Linked DNA regions of Zea mays: region 2 is linked to region 1. A link is a contact called in public Hi-C data. All regions are on one chromosome and are shown on one strand. Each heading gives the region's core, a stretch centred on a gene start, on an enhancer-like site or on the middle of the called end of the contact. The rest is flanking DNA. Distances are from core to core; before and after follow the strand shown. Region 1 holds the start of LOC100194375. Region 2 holds the start of LOC100382641.

Evidence for each region. Hi-C and Micro-C count contacts between places; a contact is called where the count stands out from the background.
Region 2: a Hi-C map of ear shows a contact between it and region 1, with 4 times the contacts expected there. The contact joins the promoter of LOC100382641 here to the promoter of LOC100194375 in region 1. A contact is called at or near these places in 5 of 25 Hi-C or Micro-C datasets (bundle sheath, ear, endosperm and 2 more).

What each region holds. Positions count from the first base shown.
Region 1 is chr1:261,718,286-261,722,505 of Zm-B73-REFERENCE-NAM-5.0, reverse strand. LOC100194375 reads right to left here and starts at 1,755. Exons shown (of 13, transcript NM_001139410.1): 1 at 1,584-1,755; 2 at 1,381-1,476; 3 at 1,200-1,277. The coding sequence starts at 1,649.
Region 2 is chr1:262,289,987-262,294,310 of Zm-B73-REFERENCE-NAM-5.0, reverse strand. It overlaps LOC100382641, which reads right to left and starts at 2,883. Exons shown (of 4, transcript NM_001175365.1): 1 at 2,669-2,883; 2 at 1,437-1,590. The coding sequence starts at 1,512.

The DNA.
Region 1 (4,220 bases), core at 506-3,005:
CTAACTTTTCTGCATAAGGTTAGTTCTTCAATTCGGACGACTAACCTTAGGCAAAATGTGACACAGTTAGGCACGAACCAAACAGGCCCATAGTCCGCAAGCTTCACATTCTCACTTCATCGAAGTGTTCAAAAAACAACGAAGATTACATTCAAACATTGCTAACAACAACAAAGCCTTTTAGTCCCAAGCAAGTAGGGGTAAGCAAGAGTTAAACCCCAACAAAACCCACAAGTCAAGGTTTGGGCACATGGATAGCCATTTTCCCCGCACTCCTATTCAAGGCTAAATCTTTGGGTACATTCCATTCTTTCCCATGTCAACTTTGGGTATATTGTTTTGGTACATTCAAACATTGGTAAAAATAATATAAATCATGTAAAAATCAAACTAGTAGCCAGCTTAACTCCAACTTTAAACACAATAAAGAGCAAAAATGGGAGATCACAGTTAGAATATACTCTTGTTTCAATAACAATTTACAACCATGAAATGGTACTGAGCTATAGAGGGAACATACTTGAAATCAAATTTTTATTTAGAACTAAAGGATTTGTTTATGTTATGCTACATTCATAAATCATAAATAAATTAGCATATGTGTCATAGAAGGCATTCGATTCAAAACTCGGTGAGTGATTGGCTGCTGCCTAGTGCCTCATCTCCACTTAGGTGGCTAACTAGCATGAAAGGAAGTTGTAGCAAGAAAAAAGTATAGGAGCACGCTCAAAAAGGTCAGTAGGGGAGGCCAAGCAACACCTAAGTGGCAGCCTCTCAAACACTGATTAGCCTTCAATAGTCGTAATATCAGCACCTCAACAACTCAGACAAACAGGTATCAGGTATGATAGCATATCCACTCTTCAAGATCAGTTTGTTTAAATGAAAATCCACTCGACACGAGAATTTTTTCCACAAAAAATCATGAAGTCCCAATAACAATGCTAGTAGATGGATGTCTAATTGCCTAGTCAAACTAACTCAAAATCCACATGAACGAGAATCTAATCTAAGAACTAAAACATTCACCTAATATCTACTTCTAAAGGTTTGTTTGGTTCTGTCATCCAACTAATTTATCTGCATGCATCCTTAAAACAAAGGTATATGCTTGTACGATCTTCTCAGCTCCAATTTCATATCACTCTTAGCACTAACACAAAGGCAATTTTCCAAGTAACAGTCAGAACCAAACTCACCTCCACTCGAAGCCGATCCAGGTACGCACTGGATACCCAAGCGTCGACAAGCTGCGCTGCCTCCTGCCCCTCAACCACCTGCATCACACCGCATCAGCTAAACAATATCCTGCTCGTGCCTTGGGAAGTTGGGGCCACAGCCCTGATAGGAGGAAGAGAAGCAGAAGAGCGATGAGCTCACCACGATGAGGTCCTTGAGGTCGCTGGCCTCAAGGAGGTCCAGCGCGTAAGAGAGTACGGGGCGATTGGCGACCGGGAGCAACGCCTTGGGAACGTCCTGCGCAGCGACGAGGAGGAAGCTTAGGTACAGGACTACATGTTAAGACGCGGGACAAGCAAGGGGTGAGGTGAGATTTGGGGGGGGGGGGGGGGGGGGGGTACCACCTTGGAAACGAGGGGCGAGAGTTTCTCGGAGGTGCCTCCGGCGAGGACGACGACCTGGAAGTCCATCTCCGGAGAGGATGAGGCGAAGTCACGCGCGGTGGCGGCCTGGCAGGCGGCGGGGAGCGTCTCAAGCGTCGGCCGTGGCGTGGCAGCGCCGATGCCCGATGGGGACTTGGGGAGTACCGGACTGGGAGAGGGGGGGACTCTGCAGGCTTTAGGGCTCCAATTGCCAAACTGGGCCTTTTCCTTACCGTCGGACCGGGCTTTCCTACGATGCAACGAACTTGGCCATTGGCGCCATTGGGGCTACGTTGTAAGGCCCTGTTTGTTAGAGGGATTAATCTTTAATTCTTGGTTTTTAGTTTCGTTTAGTCTCTATTTTATCAAACGAAAGGACTAAAATAGAGACTAACTGATTTTAGTCTCTAGTCCGTCACATAGATGCTAAAAGGGACTAAATGGAAACATTTACTCCAATTGCTTTTGCCTAAAAAATGGTGTGAAACAAGAAAAGATGTATTTTGGTTTCTATGTGTTGTATTTAATGTATTTAGAATTTATTTAGTCCCTACAACCAAACAGAGTAGGTACTAAAGTTTAGTCTCTGGATTAAACTTTAGTCCTAAGACTAATGGAACCAAACGGGACCTAAACCTGCCTCCAATCTTATATTTATCCCCTTTCATATTCTTTATTTTAAACTTCACTCTACAAATAGATTATTTGCTAAGTTTGTATATATGTACTAGGTATGTGTCAATGTGTTTCTATATAAGTTAAAAATAGTATAAAACATAAATACGGAACGATAAACTGATATAAAGTCTGTATAGCAAAATATATCAGTCTTTACTTGAAAGCACTCCTTTCCTCTATGGATTAGTAATGAGAAAGCATGTAGTCGTGCTGGCTGCAATTAAGAGTGAATGCGAAGTTAGGTGTGTTGTACGGATTGATGTGTATTCTAATTTGTAAGTGTGGAGGTGTGGCAGCGGCGGATGAAGTTCTTGATGCCATGTCCATGAGGGATGTGTTTGCTTGGAACTCCATGATCTGCGGTCTTGCTACCCATGGATTGGGGCATGTCGCAGTCCAGCTCTTTGAGAAGTTTGTCAATGAGGGGTTCTGCCTGACAAGCATCACATTTGTGAGGTGCTGAATGCCAGCGCCGTACTAGCCTTGTTGATGAAGGGCGACGATATTTCAAGCTGATGGCAGAGAAATATGGCATTGAGTCAGAGATGGAGAATTACGGATGCAAGGTTGATCTTCTAAGTCATGCTGGTCTTGTTCAGGTTGCTGTTGAATTGATCGAAGGGATGAGCACCCCACCTGACCTAGTTTTCTGGGGTACAATACTGTCAGCTTGCAAGAGACATGGCCTTGTAGACTTGAGTGTTACTGTTGGTAATAAGCTAATTGAATTGGATCCAACTCATGATGGATACTATGTTCTCCTTGTAGTATCATCATTGCAAAGATACAAAAATCATGAAAAGGATTAAATAGCATAATAGAAATATCTAAGATTAGAGCCAAAACTTTATCCATTCGTTTTGTCCAGTTCCCTCTAACTACTATATGATAATGTTGAATTTTTTGGTTTTGTTTTTTATTTTTCAAACTAAATTATATGCCACATATATTTATATAACATATTGTCACACCCATTTCCGAGGGCAGAGCCGGGTGCATAGCATATGTGTGCCAGGATCTATTTCCACACATATGTTGACGTCACAAGTGTAATATATCAAAATAACAATGCATAAGAGCGTAAATAACGATTATATTAACATATTACACTTCAAACAGACATAATGTCTTAACCTTTATTCATCAAAGTACAACGAACATGGACATCCATCCACAGGAAGATGAGCGGGGGTATCACTAGACTAGCATCCATGGAGTTCAGCATCATATCTTCATCTACAACTTCTGATCAAAATTAAGCAAGGGTGAGCTCACTTATGGTCGGGGCTTAGCAAGTGGGGGAAAACTAATGCAAGGTAACAAGGTGAGACTGAGGTTGAGCAGTAAGCATTTTAGTTGGTCAACATTTTATTAACAACACCTATCTTAATAATAAGTGTGAATCCCAAGTATTCCCATTAAGCAAAGGTATAAGAGTATATCAAAAACACTTAAGTGAAACCACTTAAGCAAAACCATTGGCAGATCATAGGATCTCGATTTATTTCCATCTTCAAGTTCAATTATCATGTGAGGAGTCCAGGCTGCTCATAACCATGAGCACGGCTGATATATCAGTTTTACACTCTGCAGAGGTGGCGCATCTTTACCCATGAGTCGCGATTCCCTTCTAGCGCGGGTTAGCTAGACTCGTATTCACTTCCGAGGTGAATGGCCAGTGTCTCACTACGAGGCTTCTCCCTAGAGTCCTCATTACGCAAATGCTGGAAATGGTCAAACTGCATAAGGCACACCTACCGTAACCAACTTATAGTCCAGACTACAGGGTAAAGCTTTGGGAACTATGCCCGTATCCAATCTGCCTGAGCCGAAACTATAAGCGCTTGCCAGATGCCCCTGTTCCGGTCGACCACGACCAGCACCCAACATAAGACTTCCCTAGTTATTTAGCCAAGACCAGAGTCATGATAGTTCTCATGG
Region 2 (4,324 bases), core at 1,634-4,133, 570 kb before region 1:
TTATTTATTGAGGAAACCTGATAAAGCATCCAAGAAACAATTAAGCAATGCAGAAACAATTCCATACCTTCTCAATAAAGGATAGTAGTACAAATGATGCCAGCGTTTTACTACTACATTAGATACTGTTTTCTTTAACTCTAAATTGCTAGGAATTGTGCAGGTTGGGCTGGTTTCCATTTTGGAACCGTGCAGTTGTTCCATTTTTTTTTATAATAAATTATGTGGCAATGATCTTGTCGCCCTTCGAAAAACATGTTACAACCCAAGTGCTTTTAGCTATTTGCATAGACCAAATTATGGTTCAACAGAAGAATAATGCCAGAATCAAATCAATCTGGGGTCAAAAAGTCCAACATTAAATTATCGTGTAAGCAGACAAGGTGGGGTCAACCCAAGTGCTTTTAGCTATTTGCATAGACCAAATTATGGTTCAACAGAAGAATAATGCCAGAATCAAATCAATCTGGGGTCAAAAAGTCCAACATTAAATTATCGCGTAAGCAGACAAGGTGGGGTATGAAAAAAGGAACGCCCCAACCAAGGAAGAAATGTTGCCATTCATTGAGTTCTCCTACCAGTTTGTATGTGCAGTTGAAATCAGTCATTTTTCTCATGTCAAACAAATCAACAAGCCAACAACACTTTATTATTCAATCCTAACTTATAAAGAACTGGTACGTGGCCACTGCTCAGTTAGTTGTTTGACTGTATAAAAAAAATGAAGTAGCTACATAAAGAACCCAAACAAACTTGTTAAATTGTCCCAAAGATGAACCAAAGCAACACATTCTAACAATCCCTTAAAAATGTTAATCATGGTTTCTTTTCTTAACAAACCGTGTTCGATACTACAAACCTAATAATGAACTGAGCACAATATTTTTTTTCAAACTCTGAATGTTTCATGGAACATCATATTTTAATAACCACAGTGTTCCATACTTCTTCTAGCTACTTGCTAAGCAAGAAGAAGCTATACAAGGATGTACTACCGTAGTCTTGAAAACAAAGAAGAGATGTTTCTGAAAGGAATGAAGCACCATTAACGTTTATTTAAATTAGAAGTGTACTCTCTCCTGGTTCATATTTATAAAGAAATTAAGATTCACTAAGCAATTTGATGAAACCAGCATGACAATAAATGACCCCAAGACCCTTACCTGATCCAAGAATCAACCGAAATTTATGGAACAATGGTAAGAGGTGTTTTCATAAAATCTGTTCCTGTTGCCTCCCTTCACCTCCTTTTTTTTGTTCTCTCTAGACATAAATATTCCAGATTTTCAATCGACCTTAGCAAACCAACACTAATTCTGTTCATTACGTAGACCCCTAACAACACAACGATCATAATTTACCCATGAAAGAACCGACAAACATGTAATGCTAATATCTAACCGAAATGTGACAGGGTTATATTATGGTTCTGAAACCTGATTCCTGGAGGTATCTGTACACGGCAGCATTCAGCTCAGTTGCTGTGAGGGCCTGAGGCCCCTTTTTCTCCATTGGAAACCACACTGAAAGAACCAACCCTTTCTTGGAGTCTAGCAGGTAGTAACAAATATGTCACTGAAGATTTGGCAGCTGCAATAGTAAGATAATAATGGTATCTTACCCAAACTTTCCGGCAACAAAAAAAGTTCTTGACAATTCTTGTAAAATAATAAAAAACTTAAAATTGGCTGTATCTGAGTTCTATGCTGGAAATTCCATGAAGCCGGAAACATCAGAGTTCAGAGGTGCCAATTTTTTGCATAGTGAATAATCAGCATTGCCAAAATTCGGTAACAGACATACTTGACAACGACCAAGAATTGACCAGACCTTTATCTAACAGTAAAACGAAATTTTGATGCAAGCAGCTACCTGGTGAACCTGGCCAACACTATGAATTTACCTAATAAGCAATAACTAAGGAATGTTGCAATAACAACCAACAGCACTGACCTCGGAGAGTTCAGTCCAATTAATGTCAAAACTTCCATCTTGACTGAGCAAGCCGAAAGTGGAAGAACTATTTATGTTTCATAGTCGAGGCTTAACACGAACTCAAAAGATCCGAATCCTAACCAAAGTGAGGAGTTGACTAAGAAGGATAAAAAAATCAACATAATCCATTGACCATTGTGCTTATTTACGAATGAACTACGAGACATCCGCTTGGTGTTCAAAACTTCAAACCGAGCAGGGGAAACGAATGTTGACCAGATAAATGCCTTTTGGGAGAGGCGCGAAGAACTCACGCCTTTGTCTAGGATGGATTGACATTGGCACAAAGGGCTAACAAATACTGATCTATCTGAGGAAAAGAGAATCACATTTGTTGTCATCGAGCGATTCAACACTAAAAGCAAGAAAAGCCGAACCTTTTGTTTTTTTCAGAAATGAACCAAGAACCCACAATATATATCTATCCGGTCCGTGGAGTCCAAACAACATTGACCAAGAAAGAATGCCCAAATAAACAGTGCGAGAACCCTAGCGCTCCGCCATTGGGATTTGGGAGACCAAGAACAAAATGCCTGCCATACTCCGCGAGCCAATTCGATGAAACCCCAAAGCAAGGAAGTGAGGAACAAGAACGCTGGAGTCACCATCCAAGAAATGAAGAACCAAGAAACACAAAATTTCTGCACGGGCGGAGCGGGGCTTGAGGCCAAACCTGAGACGCTCTGGAGGCAGCGGTGCACGGTGGCGGGCGCAAAGGTAGTCGACGTGAGCGCCCGGCGGCTCAGGAGATCGTACGACGGCGCGGCGGGGAGCAACAGGAAGAGAGGGGAAGCGGCGAAGGGGTTCGAGTTCTTGTCTTGCCGTTGCCGATTGCCGACGACGACGAGAAATCTTGACTGCGCGTCTGCGCGGGTTTGGGCTCTCGCCTCTCGGCCGGGAAAAGAAGGCCAGAAGAGCAGCTTCAGAGGAGAAAGGTTTTATAAGTACTGCGCAGTGGGACCAGATCGATTGGATGTGGGCCTGGGTGGCGGGGAGTGCATGGAGCCGAGCGTATGGAACGGCCATGTTAAAGTTACAGTTACAGAGAGAGAAAATTATGAGTGATAAGAAATACCCCTTCCATAAAAAAGCAACAACAATTCTCCATTTTCAAAAGATCAAACGATTTAACCAAACTATATAAAAAAGTTACTAACATGAAAAAGTTTGAATAACTGAATATTACGTTTATAAATGTTTCTAATTTTTATTTCTATCGTTATTGAAAAAAAAATAACTTAAACTAAATATTCATGGTGTCCAATCACAACAACTATTGTGCAATCAGATCTTGATGTACAACATGCAAGCGAGACTCATAATCCGTTGTATCATGATTCAAACATATATATCACATTAATTTTATAAATATGAAATATCATATTAATTTATAAATGTGAAATGAGCACTCGAATTATAAATGTAATAATGCAAAATGAGCACTCGAACCTACGCTCCCTTCTCTAAACATTTGAGGGTAACCACGCAATCACGCATACCTTAATGTTTATAAATAATCAATACTTATATTTGAATAAATATCTCAATACTTATTTATCTATACTAGTCAATTAAGAATCTAAGGTGGACACCTGGTGCTACCGTTTCACCCTCCACGCTGACACTCTGTGCCCACTCCACGCGCCCCGATTGTTTCTCCCGTCCCTCTCTCAACTACTACCCTGTGGACACGCTGGCACTCTAGGCCCATCCCACACTCTCTAACTGGTTCTCCCGCCCTTCTCTTAGCTATTGCCCTATGGATCCCAACGCCCATATAGCCATCTACTGCGCCTGCTCAGCACCCGACCCCACCCACGCAGCTACCACACCACACAAAAAAGTGCAGAGCGAGCACTCAAACCCACACCCTAGATCCGGAAATTTGGGGCTAACCATTAAACCACACGTACCTTAGTGTTTAGAAATAAACAATAATTATATTTGAATAAATATCTTAATACCTATTTATATGATATATAAAAATCGTTGGCTAGTTTAACACTTAAATTCTTTCACCATGGGCTTGCGTAGATTTATAATAAAACCCCTAACAAACCATAATTATATGTACGGTTAGATTATGATCCAATGGATCTGAATGCTCGCTTGCACGTTTACACATGAGACCTAATTGTATACTAGGTATATGCCTATGGGTTGCAACGGAAGACACTTGTATGCATATGTCATTGTTTAATGATGCTATCAAAAATCAACTCAACAATCATAACAAATGTCAAAGTCTGCCATTTCGAACAACCAAAATTTGGCTTAATGTTACTATTAATCGAAATAGACAAATCCTAAGCTGATAATACAAGATCGA